Regions from separate parts of the Danio rerio genome. Here region 2 is linked to region 1. Evidence: chromatin contacts called from public Hi-C data. All regions are on one chromosome and are shown on one strand. Each heading gives the region's core, a stretch centred on a gene start, on an enhancer-like site or on the middle of the called end of the contact. The rest is flanking DNA. Distances are from core to core; before and after follow the strand shown.

The links. A called contact is a pair of places that touch in the nucleus more often than the background predicts.
Region 2: a Hi-C map of hematopoietic stem cells shows a contact between it and region 1, with 4 times the contacts expected there. The contact joins the enhancer-like site here to the promoter of tmtc3 in region 1. A contact is called at or near these places in 1 of 18 Hi-C or Micro-C datasets (hematopoietic stem cells) and 1 of 4 datasets of contacts at active chromatin or transcription factors (embryo).

What each region holds. Positions count from the first base shown.
Region 1 is chr25:18,974,005-18,981,376 of GRCz12tu, reverse strand. It overlaps tmtc3 (transmembrane O-mannosyltransferase targeting cadherins 3), which reads right to left and starts at 4,814. Exons shown (of 14, transcript XM_001922451.9): 1 at 4,703-4,814. cep290 (centrosomal protein 290) reads left to right here and starts at 5,480. Exons shown (of 52, transcript NM_001168267.1): 1 at 5,480-5,572; 2 at 7,021-7,098; 3 at 7,267-7,336. The coding sequence starts at 5,480.
Region 2 is chr25:19,416,438-19,423,809 of GRCz12tu, reverse strand. poc1b (POC1 centriolar protein B) reads left to right here. Exons shown (of 12, transcript NM_200118.1): 10 at 996-1,070. Among named protein-coding and RNA genes, the nearest start is that of poc1b, 11 kb to the left of the region's middle. Within about 2 kb of position 2,834, at least 33 of the 62 cell types and tissues checked have an H3K27ac peak or open chromatin away from gene starts, as enhancers often do.

The DNA of each region.
Region 1 (7,372 bases), core at 3,565-6,064:
CAGAATGTATGTCTCTATCATAATCTATGCTAACGTTATTCTATTCCAACTGATGAGAAAATGAAACCATTTATTCGGGTATTGGACCACCAAGGACCTTTAAATTCTCCCAGTACCGCGTACGCAGAGCTTCACTGTATTTATATGGAATTTATTATATATATATATATATATATATATATATTTTTTTTTTTTTTTTTTTTTTTTTTTTTTTACTAGAAAATAGAAAAAGTAAGAAAAACAATTTTTTTTTTTTTTTTTTTTTTTTTTTGCATTGTGATTATTAAATTTCTGTACCTGAATACTGTTGGACCAGGGAGGTGTCCGATGTCTTGCAAAATTTAGTTCCAACGCCAATCAGATACACCTGGGCTAGCTAATCAAGGTCTTACAAGGCTTTCTAGATACATCCTTTCAAGAATGTTGAGGCAAGTTGGAGCTAAATGGACACCGGCCCTCCAGGACCAATCTCGTCCCATCGACGGCCCACACTCACATGACATTCGCGCCTGGGCAAGCTTACATCATCGAGCAGAAAAACAAAATATCGCAATATTAGCTCATTAGTCGTCAGTCTGAGTGCTTGCTACGTAAGGGTAGGCATGGGACAATAACCGTTTTCAACCGCGGTTTGGAAAAGTCAAGGTTTTAAAACCACCAAAATTTTCTGTAATACCGTTTCTAAGTTATGTGTAATATTTTTTATTTACACTTTTTTTCTTTTTAGGACAACAGTATCTCAAGCAGAAAATATATCCAAAGATGCCGTATTAAATTGTAAAGAAGTCTGTGTTTTTGAAACTAATGAAGACAGAAGAGGTCAATGATTCATTTGAATTATTTACCCTGACTTGTTTACTGCACCAAAATATTTAAAAAGTTTGTCAAAATAAAAGATATTGCTTTCAAAGGGGAAAAAAGTTTTTTACCCAGACATTTAAAAAGAATATATTTTATCACAATGCCGTGAAACCGTGATATTTTTATCCAAGGTTATCATACCATCAGAATCTAGCTCAAACTAAACGTAAAACCCAAAACAAATTTGTGCAAGTAAGGCATAAACCAGTACTTTACAACCACAACAACTAAGGCAGATAACAAGGCCGTATACTCAGATTCATAGCAGCCGCATTTCCACTATTATGCCTAAACTAACCGAACTAAAGAGTCAGGTACCATTCCAGCTGAGCCTAGATCAATTACAAAGCGTACTCGGCTTGGAATTCTAGGCTTGGTTAGACAACTGTGCACTGTAGCCTGGTTGTCAGCTTCTCCATAAATGACTAGGCGGAATTACATATCGTTATTTGTTTTTTGTTGTACAACAAAGTAAAGTAAGAAATAAAGATTCCCCAAAACCGAAATATCTAATCCTCATCCATATCAGTGTTTGTATTACATTCCAGAGAGCTCAATTTTATCAGCACCACAGTGGAAAATGAAACCCTATCTGTGCTGACTGGTAAGGATTGGCTCGGAATGGAAGAGTAAAACAAACAAAACCATTTGGTCCGATGTCGGAAAAATGGCCTGCCCTGGTATGCATTACACGGTGTTTCTCCTCAGTTTTTCATCTTTTTAACAATATTGTCATATGTTAGCAACATTTTCAAAATGCCCAAGAAAAACATTATAGTACATCAATGTCTTGTATAAGCATGGGACGATAACCGGTTTTAAGGTTTACTGTGGTTTGTAAAGGTCAAGGTTTAAATTCTTTGTTATACCACTCCTAAGGCATATGTAAGGGTTTTTTTATGTATTTTTTATTTGTTGTAAAGAAATCTGTTTTTGAAAATAATGAAGAAAGCAGAGGTCATGATTTATTTTAATTATTTAACCTGGCATGTTTACTGTACCAAAATATTATAAATGTTTCCTAAAATAAAATAAATTGTTTCAATGGGATTTTTTTAAACCCAGACATTTAAAAATAACTTATTCTAGAGCAGTAATCACAATATCGCAATATCGTAAAACCATGGGATTTTATATGACTAGTCATGTGACCACCAAAATAGGCAAATCATGATCATTACTCAGTAGATGATGACAACTAACTGTTAAAAAATGCATTTGTTTCATAGAGTAATAAAATAAGTGAATTCTTTATGATTGAGTCATTGAATCCTTTATTTAAACTTAATTAGTAAAATAAATGGTCGTATTTTAAAGACATTCATTCATTCATTCATTTTCTTGTCGGCTTAGTCCCTTTATTATTCCGGGGTCGCCACAGCGGAATGAACCGCCAACTTATCCAGCAAGTTTTTAAACAGCGGATGCCCTTCAAGCAGCAACCACTCTCACACTCATACACTATGGACAATTTAGCCTACCCAATTCACCTGTACCGCATGTCTTTGGACTGTGGGGGAAACCGGAGCAAACGGAGGAAACCCACGCGAACGCAGGGAGAACATACAAACTCCACACAGAAACGCTAACAGGGCCGAGGCTCGAACCAGCGACCTTTTTGCTGTGAGGCAACAGCACTACCTACTGCGCCACTGCTTTGCCCATTTTTAAGATATGGTGCTGGAAAAAGAAAATTAATGCAGTGCTTATTGTTAGGTCTGACCGCCTGAGACCAACTTTATATCATATATCAGGCAGTGGACCTCATTGATTTTTAAAGATAATGATTTTGTTAATGCAAACAGTTCACCAGAAGAGCTTGACCCAGGTTACTGCAAAAGAAAAGCCTTTTGCATAATTCTGTATAGCATATTTGAAAAAAAGTCTATGGATAAAATATGCTTACTTTACCAAGTTTCTCATATGCCATTCCAAACTGTATAATAACGTAATTACTTGATAATGTCTATTATCAGTAGGAAATTGTTGATTGGTTAGTTAGAAAAACAAATTCTTCAGTTCTTCATTCTTTCATTTATTTTCCTTCAAATTAGTCCCTTATTTATCAGGATTTGCCACTGTGGAATGAACCACCAACTATAGTGGCATATGTTTCACGCAGTGGATGCCCTTCCAGCTGCAACCAATCACTGGGAAACACCCATACACTCTCACATTCACTACGGCCAATTAAGTTCATTCATATCACCTATAGTGCATGTCTTAAAGTTAAAAAGAGGTAAAGTTGGTTTTACATTCGCACATTCAGTCAGTGACAGGTTGTGGTATGCTCCCTATATTGTTTACCATGGTATTTTGAATATTGGGTCTGAAATCACATGTTAGTATGTAGGCATGGGACGATAACTGTGTTCAAGGTATGCAGCGGTTTGGAAAAGTCAAGGTTTTAAAACAGTTAAAAACAGTTCGTTTTTAGGGACAATAGTGTTCTTTTTAGTGTTTTTGAAATAAATGAAGACAGCAGAAGTCTAAAATTCGTTTAAATTATTTAGCCTCACGTTTACTGCTCCAAAATACTTTAAATGTTTCTCAAATGAAAATATATAGTGTACAAAGGGGAAAATGTTTTGTTTTTTACCCAGACATTTAAAAAGAATATATTTTAGAGCAATAATCTCCATACCGCGACACCGCAAAACTGTGATATTTATATCCAAGGTTATCATACCGTCAGAATCTTATACCAGCCCATGCCTATTAATATGACTTCAAAACAACATCAGACCTATTTAACTGTGACTGTGAACCATGTTGTACTTTGATTGTCATTAGATGTTAAATTAATTTTAAAATTTAGAGTTTGCGAAAAATGATTTTGTGAAATTAAATTACTAAGGAGAGAGTAAGCACCGGAGCACCCGGAGGAAACCCACACCAACACGGGGAGAACATGCAACTCCACACAGAAATGCCAACTAGCCCAGCTGGGACTCGAACCAGCGACCTTCTTGCTGTGAAGCAACAGTGTTCAATTATATTATTTATGTTTAATACATTTTCACTATTTAAGGTTCCTGTAATTTTGATGTGGTTTTATCATTGTGATTGGTTTTGTTTATTTTACATAAAGCTGAAAGAAAATGTTAGAACCTCTAAATGAAAACTAGAATTGATACAGGTAAATGTATTTTTTGTTAAATTATCAAAATGACTACAATTTACTTGAAGCATACTAATGAAGTAACTAATTGAAACATAAAGAAATACTATAACAGTGTTTAGATAATACTAAAACAATAATGAGAAGTAAATGTACTTTGTGAATGTTTTAGACCAGATCGGACATATAAATAAATAAACATACATACAAATACATAATCGTCAATCTTTCAATATTTCATTCATTTCGATGACCTTTTCCATCCCTGGAAAACCTTTTAAAAGCCTCAGAAATTGTATATAACCTTTCTAAAACAAGTTTATATTAGAATACTGCATTACGTCCTTAAGCAGCTACGAAATGCAGCAATAAAAGAGCAGATTAATCGCAGTAATAATGGGATAATCTGTGTGGACTGAGCGGAGCAGAGAGGGCGCAGCCTCACAGATCATATGCTATCAGTTAGCATTTGTTTTACATTCAGATCAATCGATTAATTAACACATTACAGTCAGAAAATAAAACATCGACACAACAACCAAGCGTAAAAAATAAGCTACATTTTAGTGAAAATAAAAAGACAACTGGACACATAAAAGACTGCTGGGTTTAAAGAACAAACATAACTTCAGCTGTGCTTTTAGCATTCACTGGTTTCAGTCATTTCACAATATCTTCTCTGTCAGCAGTCATCGCTAGGATGTAATTAAAGCAACTCACCTTGTCATGTCTGGGGAAAAGCTAAATGAAAAGAGAATATGTTTGTTTATGTTGACTAAAGCAGCAAGTTCGATCCACGGCATTGAATTAACAGAGTCCAACAACTGCTTCCGGGTCAAAATGCCTGGCACAACAAAAGTAGGGAATTACAGAGTAGCCGTTCGCGGATTTTGTGTTTCTGTAATGCCATTTCAAATAACGTATAGACACAGATAGATATATGGTTTTAGTTGTGATTCCCTTATAATGAATGGACCGCGTATAAAGGAAATATTTTTTTTAAAAAGAATCCAAACAGAGACAATTTTACGACGTTACGTTTTACGACTGTTTTCCTTGTTGCCTAGCAGCAGCGGGAGCGCAAGAGGAACCCAAGATGGCTTAATAAGGTCTGAAAACGTTATTTTCAGTGTCTTTAGTTTCACAAATATGTGTAAAAGTTGACATTAAGACGTGTTCAAATTTAGGTTTATGCTAACGAACAAAACCAACCCAAATACGAGCAATTGCATGCATTTCTAATTATCGACATTGTGAGAACTAACTAACGTTATATGTCTGGCTAATATATTTAGCATGGCGTTTTGTCGTGTATTTATTATTCTGCTATGACTCTTTTGTGCTGTGACGGTATATGGTGTTGTTTTCAATGAGAAGTCCGTGTGAAGAAATAAACTACATTCGTTTTGCATGTTGTCTGTAGGTAGAAAAAGACTGGCAATCTCAGCATCAGTTGTTCAGTTCAGCTCTGGGGGACATTTGCAGCTGACCTGAAGAATGCCTGCGGCCGCAGACTGGCGGCTCCTCATGGGAATGGATCCAGAGGATCTGGGGGATGAGGATGAGAAGATCTGTGATTTGATTTTAATGGTAATCTGACACGTTTGAGGCACACTAATTGTGAGGAGTGTAGCTAGATGTTACAACAATCTGCAACTACAATACAACAATCTGGAGTTGCAATTATTAAAGAAACACTTATATATATATATATATATATATATATATATATATATATATATATATATATATATATATATATATATTTTTTTTTTTTTTTTTTTTTTTTTTTATATTTTTTTTTTAATGATCACACACACAATATGTGATCATTAAAAAATGTATTTTAGACTCAACATTCTTGAATAGAATTATGGTTGTGTAAATTAGTGTTTCTGAAACACATTCCTGTGGGACCACCATCATTGCATGTTTTGGGTGTCACACTCATAACAGATAGAGGTAAAGTTGGTTTTATATTTGGATATTGAGACATTCTCATTAGTAATATAATTTAGATAACTTCTTTGCAAATTTTTAATAGAGAAATCTTATTAGCAGCAAATAACTATCAAAGTACAGCATTGTTCACAGTGAATTAGATAGTGTTAATGTTGATTAGGAGTCATACGAATATTCAAAGTAACATGGTAAACAATTTAGGGACTTCTAAATGAACGAATGTGCGAAAAGAAAACCAACTTTACCTCTATCCATTACAGGCCTTTCAGTCTACTAATGAGCTAATGATTTGAATTTGGTGTGTTTGGTTAAGAAAACATGGAAAATGTGCAAGGCTGGTGGTCCTCTTGGAACGTGGTTGAGAAACACTGGTGTATATAACTCATTCTGATATCACCCAATATGTTTTTAGTACAGTGGAGGGTAAGATAAACATAATTAGTAAGGACAAATTACATATTTTTTCTATTTTGTTAAACCGTTGTTTACTGAATAAATTGCATCTGTTAATCAGTTATAACTGCAATTTATTTTTCACAAAATATAAATATGTTGTAAACTATACTGGGAGCTTTATTACTTACACATTTCTATCATTTTAAACGCTACAATTAACAACAGGACTCAGACTGTGCAAAATAAATTAAATTATATGCAATAGTTAAAATGGCACTTTAGACAGTTTTTTCATTTATACATATTTATTTACACATACTATATATATTGGATATATACTTGATCAAAAGAGATTTGGTGTATGTTTTTATATTTATATATTTGTTTGTGTTTTCTGGTTTTATTTTTTTAGTAAATAAATGATAAAATTATATTTAACTACTAGTAATACAAACTATTTAGTGTGAATATGTGAAGTTACAAACTTAATGCTCAGTTATTGTGTGTGTTTGTGGTTGCATGTTCAAAAAAATATTTATTGTTTATTCTTTCAAGCCAAACCACAGAGCATCTCCAGCCTCAGGTCTTGCTTTCAGGCTAACATCCGCTTATCGGAATGTTTAAGGAAGAAAACATTCTTCTTGCAAATTTGTCTGATAATAAATTTCTTTTGCATACAGGTCAAACCACGGGACCTAAAAGCAGATGATTCTGAGAAAATGATTCAACTCTTTAGGATCTCACAAACCCTTCTGAGGGTAGGGCTGATTCATCATTTACGCAATGTTTGCAGCACTGCGTACAGTAGTTATGTAGTAGTTAACATTTACCAGATTTCTTTTAATTATGTTGTATGGTCATTGAATTATCATGAGCATTTGTTGTTATGAATCAGTTAATGTTATTATTTATGTTTGGGTTTTTAGATGAAACTGGATGAAATTAAATGTGCCTATGAGGTTGTAGACAGCGCAGGGGCAGAACAAGCAAGAATTGGTATGTATAATCATTGCTAGGTTTTAAGCATCTCCA
Region 2 (7,372 bases), core at 1,585-4,084, 440 kb before region 1:
CTTAAATATATCACGGCTATCGAGAACCAGACCGAACTGTTTATATATATATATATATATATATATATATATATATATATATATATATATATATATATATATATATATATATATATATATAAATATATATATATATATATATATACACTATAACCTATATAAACTATATAAATAAACCATATATAAAAAATAAACCAAACCTTTGAATTGTTTTCTTCTCTTTTAAAGATGATGTTTTACAGAGTAAGGAAATTTTCACAGTATGTCTGACAATATTTTTTCTTTTGAAAAAAAGTCTTATCTGTTTCATTTCAGCTAGAATAAAAGCAGTTTTCAATTTTTTAAACACCATTTTTAGGACAAAATTATTAGCTATATTTTTTCTCGACTGTCTACAGAACAAACCACTGTAATACAATAACTTGCCTAATTACCCTAACCTGCCTAGTTAACCTAGTTAACCATTAAATTACTATTAAACTATTAAATGTCACTTTAAGCTGTAGAGAAGTGTCTTGAAAAATATCTAGTAAAATTATTTACAGTCATAATAATCCATTATTAGTTGTTAATTCTATTATGTTTAGAAATGTGTTGAAAAAAAAATCTTCTTTCCTTTTAAACAGAAATTGGGAAAAAAAAATAAACAAGCTGTCTTATAATTCAGGGGGGCAGTGTATATATATATATATAATATCACTGTTGAAAACCTTTGGGCGTCTTCATATTTTTTGGTGAAAACTAATATAGTATTATTAAATATTTATTTGTTTTATATTTATCAGGGACAGTTTAAAGAGTGAAACTACAAACCATCACAGGAACAAATAAATTGATATCACAATTCAGGTTGACAAACAGGGCTGAATTCCCCCTCAGGATTCAGCACTCTGTATGTAGATCAATTCGATATGCTGCTGTCAGTGTGTTAGTACTGTGTTAGTCTCATTGACGTCAGTTCTGTTGTCTGTTTTTCTTTTTTTTTCTTTTCTTAGATTAATCCTGTTGCTGATACACAGTCTACTGACCCTCAGGTGGTTGAAGTGGGACGTGTTGTTTTCTCCACAACGGTAAGAATTCTCAACAATCTGGTTAATGAAATTTAGTCAATGCACTAGGGGGCAGTATAGACTGACTAATATTGATCCTTTGCTGAACAGTGTGCTGTAACTTGCATTATCTGCCAGGATTTAGTTCACATTTGTTTTTGCATACTGTGGTTTTGTTATTCAGTTAGTTTTTTTGTCATCTTCAAAGATCTGTCACTTTAATGGATATGGTTTAAAAATCTAAGAATGAAGTGAATGTCTGTCTTGTGGCCAAGACACCAAAATACTCTATAACTTTTTAAATCTCTGTGATAATATAATTTGTCAAGCGATTTCAAATATTTTTATGTTCAGTACCTTTAAATTCATGCATTTTTATTTCACTTTAGGAAATTCCAATTTGGATTGTGTAATCTATTTAATAAATTTATTAAATTATTTCACGTACAGTTAGCAAATTGTATTGAGTGTTTAAACAACATTTATAAAATATATATATACAGTGCTCAGCATAATTGAATACACCTCATTTTGAAAATGAATATTTTTATCCTTTTCTCAGTGAATATTGGCTATGTATTTTGTTGCATTTAAAATAATTTAGTTTCCAAACATATTTAGAAATTGAAAGATAATGGCATTAAATTCAAGCAACATATTACAAACTACAACTACAAATTACAACCTACTATTTTTTTTTCTTCTCTTGATTTTTTTCTTTTTAAAAATTGTATTTAATATATTTCTATAACAAATCATTTTGGACCGTTATTGTTCATTTTTTTGTTAGATAAGCTCCAGATTTGGCTTCAGTACTGACTAATCTAACCTATATGCACAACTATAATATTGTATAGCTTTCTATTAAAAGTATGATTTTAAAAATAATAGATACTTATATATGCTGAGCACTGTGTATATATAGTGAATGTACAATTTTCACTCGCATTGCAATGTTTTTATTTATTTCGCTTAATTGATCTTATGCAACAATTAGTTTGTCATGTAAGATGAAATCTATAAATATCATTTTAAAATTTATGTAAATTTTAAATTTTAGTGTTTCACTCAAATGTCTATTTTAATTAATCATAAAACCTTAATTTATATTTAATTGGCTTTACTTTTACTGCAGTATACTACTATCATTTTTTATTTTTATATTATTTAATGTAATTTTTAACTTATCTACTAAATACTATAAACAAAGGTTTTGTATATTTTTAATCATACTACAGTATAATATGATTATATAATGTGGGATTACATAATAATAATAAAAATAAAATGAATATAATTAATTATAAAAATGTAAAATAAAAGCATTTGTGCTAGTGGCATCACATTTATTCACCCCCTGTAATAATAGAAAACAAGGCACACAAATGACAAGTTAAATATTCAGCCCGTGGTTGTTTGTGCACCAGACAGCTCTCCAAGCCTTTCTTATTTGTCACATGCCACCTTCTGATCCAAAATATGTAAATGTCCTCATGGTTCCGTGCAAAATGCTGTGCTTTCTGCTTTACAAGCGGATTGAGGAAATGCTATGAGACGCACACAACAGACTGTGGCTTCCTCGCGTGTTTACAGGAAGCCTTTTTCTCTTGCCCCCTTTTTTTTTTTTTTTTTTTTTTTTTTTTTTTTTTTTTTTTTTTGGAGCGCTCTGATTCTGGCTGTGTAGAGCAGCTCGAGCGTGAAAGCAAAAACACACCGAGCACACACACGTGCCCAAAGCTGGACTCTGATGTGACCTCACTTTGCCGCTGGAGCCATAGACTAATAATAGACTGCAGCTCTTTCTCCCTCACTACCTCCCTCGCTCTTCCATTTGTCCCTTTTGTCTGTACACACTGTACTGCATAGAGAAAACAAGTGTCCGGTTTGGATGCCTGCACGATTATTGACTAGTACTGCCAGTAAAGTCACTGGATGTGTGTTAACTAGTTGTTGATCACGCGATTGTGCCGTGTGACTGTGTTGTGCTTTTTGATGTAGGTGCCCTGCATTTATGTTTTATGAATCCTGATTCAGTTTAGACTCGCATTTAGTTTTGGTCAGTTCATTTTGATTTGATATGGATTAATTTAGGTTGTATTGAAAGCATAAGGATTTTTATGGTTGGTTACCATGGTGATTTCAATAGGCATAGGCCAGTGTAAGTTTCTGACTGTATCATAACCTTGGATAAAAATATCAACATATTGTGGTTACTGTTTTTAAAATAAGTTCTTTTTTTAAATGTCTGTCTGGATTTAAAAAAAACAACTCCCCTATTGAACACAATATGTTTTATTTTAGGAAACATCAAAATATTTTGGATCAGTAAACATGTCAGGCTAAATAATAAAAATAAATCATTGATTTCTGATATCCTCGTTGGTTCCAAAAACACAGACAACACCTAAAAAACACAAAATAAAAACCTTCCCTTAGCTGCAGAATAACAGAAAATTTTAGCGGTTTTAAAACCTTGACTTTTCCAAACCGCGTTAAACCTTGAGACTGGTTATCATCCCATGCCTAGATTTTATTTGATTCGCATTTAGCTCTGATTTTACGTTTATTTTGGTTTGATCCTTATTCATACGGGTGTGTTTCAGTTGTAATGTAAAGATATCACTCCGCTGCTACTCCGTTTGCACTGGCTGCCAGTTGCTGCTCGCATCAAATTCAAAGCTCTGATGTTTGCCTACAAAGTGACTTCTGGCCTTGCTCCTTCTTATCTGCTCTCGCTTCTGCAGATCTATGTGCCCTCCAGAAACTTGCGTTCTGTGAATGAATGTCGCCTCGTGGTTCCATCCCAAAGGGGGAAGAAATCACTTTCGCGAACGCTCACACTCAATCTGCCCAGTTGGTGGAATGAACTCCCTAACTGCATCAGAACAGCAGAGTCACTCGCTACTTTCAAGAAACGACTTAAAACTCAACTATTTAGTCTCCACTACACTTCCTAATCTGTAATTGCCTCTCTGAATATCACACTAACTGTACAAAAAAAAAAAAAAAAAAACTAATACTACTAATACTTCCCTTCTTAGACTTTACAGACCTGAAACTTGCTTATAGCACTTATTCATTGTTGCTCTTGGTTGTGTAAATTGCTTCCTTGTCCTCATTTGTAAGTCGCTTTGGATAAAAGCGTCTGCTAAATGACTAAATGTAAATGTAAATGTAAATATGAAAAGCCTTTTCTCACTTTCATTTTGTCTCTCATTAACACGTTTGAGTCCCATCCGGGAATTACGTTTTTTTCTTATTATTTAGTTCTTATTTCTAAATTTTTCTTTCAGTTATAGTTCAGTTTGGGTCTATTTCAGTTGGAATCAAAAAATACTAAAGCAATTCTCACGTTCAAATTTTTGAAGGTCGATTTTGTTTCTGACTGTCAAACATATGATTTGATTTCACTTTTAGTATAATTTCAGTTAATTTCATTTGTGTGTTTGTCAGTTATAATCAAAATATAAAAACAATTTGCCATCATTCATGGTTTTTGCCGTCACATGTTGATTCACAAGCTTTAAATTCAGTTGTTCTTTTAAGACACTTTAAAATCATTTTTTATTTATTTTTTTTAACAATCTTCTCACATCCATGATTTTATTAGTGCCAAATTGACTTTGGATGATATTTCATTTAGAGATTTATGTATTTGTTTATTCATTCAATTATACATTTTTTTGCTTGGTCCCTTTATTAACCTATGCTCACCACAGCGAAATGAACCGCCAACTTATCCAGCATATATTTTTACGCAGTGGATGCCCTTCCAGCTGCAACCCATCTCTGGGAAACATCCACACACTCATACACTACGGACAATTTAGCCTACCCAATTCACTTGTACTGCATGTCTTTGGACTGTGGGGGAAACCGTAGCACCCGGAGGAAACCTACATGAACGTGGGGAGAACATGCAAACTCCACAAAGAAACGCCAACTGACCCAGCCGGTGCTCGAACCAGTGACCTTCTTTGCTTCTAGGCGACAACACTACCTACTGCGCCACCACATCGCTGTATTTTTTTATGTATTTGTTTATTAATTATTTAATTCACGATATGAAAGAATTGTATTTAAATTTATTTACGTTTGCAAGTCGCTTACTAATTAATTTCTGATTCGCAAGCTTTAGATATGATTTGATTCCATTTGGGTCTAGTTCAATTGCAATGAAAAGATTAAAAAAGGAGATTCTCTCAGCTAATGCGGGGTTATAGCACATTGTTTCAGAGAATTAATTATTATTCAGATAATTCGGATTCAGATAATAAACTATTAACTTGCAATCAAAAGAATCAACTTATTTGTAAATTACATCTCACCATACACACACCAAAAAAATATTTCTGCAAAATTGTTGCAAACAATGTTTATTGGTTAAACAAAGAAATTAAATTGAGTATTGTTCAGCTTAATCAGTTTTTTACAACCACTTAGAGAAAAGAGATTCAGAAAATCCAAGGAATCCCCTTTGAATAATTTTTTTTTTCAGAGCAAAAGCCTACTGAAGCTCCGAGACCCACTGTGAGTCATTTCCATTGGGAGTCGTTCATAGATTAAACTTTAACCCACTGACTAGTAAACCAATCTTCTGGATGACAGGTTGACTAGTAAACATTAGCCATATCGCACACTGTCTTTTTTTCCATTCCGGCTTAACACATCTGGTTCTGTTGAGTCGATGATGCGCTCCCGAATCTGACCTGTCATGCCACTTTTACAGGGAAAGCCTGTCATTATGTAGCTTGGAGCTTCCCACAATCCCTCAGGGCAGAGTTTCCTCATTCTGCTTGCCTGGTTTGTGTGCGTGTGAGCAGAGACAAGAGGAAGTGGACGGCAGAGACACGTTTGACCCGTGGCGCCTTTTTGTGTGACGCTTCCTGCCATCACTTCCTCTTGACTGACTCTTTCTGGATGCCTTTCAGCCCCAGTGATTGTGTGTGTGTATGAGTGACATGGTCTTCAATTGGTGAAACTCCTCAGTATGTTGCTCCTTGATGCATTAAGTTTGCCATGCATATATATATATATATATATATATATATATATATATATATATATATATATATATATATATATATATATATATATATATATATAGGTAACATAAGTAAGAGGCAAAAAGAACAAAGGCAAAAGAACAACTGCTAGAACAATTTGCGAATTCTCGAGTGACAGATGACAGTTTTTAAAATGTGTAATAAATAAATAAATGAAATAATATAATCATTTACTAAAACATTCTTAACATATGCTGACGTGTTTGGTTTATTCAAACATTTAAATTATAATATAGTATGTCCAGTCTTTATTTAACACATGGTAAGATGAGAGAATTTATTAATATATTGGTCACAGTCTGCGCAATAACCCAGTAGTTAGCGCGCTGACATGGTGCAGAAGCTCTCCGGGCATCTGAGTTTGAATCATGGCTCATGGACCTTTCCCGATCCTACCTCTCTTTCTCCCACTTCACTTCCTGTCAACCCACTGTCTTGTCAAATAAAGGAAAAAATGCCCAAAAATTAATCATTAAAACACACACACACACACACACATATATACATATATAATCATATATACATACATACATACATACATACATATACATACTACTGGTCAAAAGTTTGGGGTCAGTAGGATTTTTAAATGTTTTAAAATAAGCTTCTTCTCCAGCTCACCAAAGCTGCATTTATTTAATCAAAAATACAGTACAAATTGTAAAATTGTGAAATGTTATTGCACCATAAAATAACTGTTTAAAAGTAGTTTATCATTAATTTTAATAATTTATTCCAGTGATTTCTAAAGATGAATTTTCTGCTTCATTACTCCAGCCTTAAGAGTCACGTGATCCTTTCGAAATCCTTCTGATATTATTATTTAATATTATTTATTATTAATAATGGCAAAAGTAATAAAAGCAATAGTGATTGTAGTAATAATTTTATTTGAAAATACATACAATTTTTTTCTAATATTCAATAAAAATTTTACAATTTAACTTTTATTACATTTAATAATGGCCACCTTTATGAACAGAATTATTTTATTTAAATTATTAAATAAAATTCATAATAATTAAAAAAAAACTTACCCCAAACTTCACACTTTACAATAAGGTTTTATTAGTTAATGTTTAAGAAGTTATACAGTAGGTAATGTGTTTAGTAACATGAACTCTCAATGAACAGTACTTGTACAACATTCATTTATCATACAGTACTTAAACGTTTACTATTGCATTATTAAAAATCCAAATTCATGCTTGTTAACATTAGTTAATGCACTCGTTGAACTAACAATGAACGACTGCA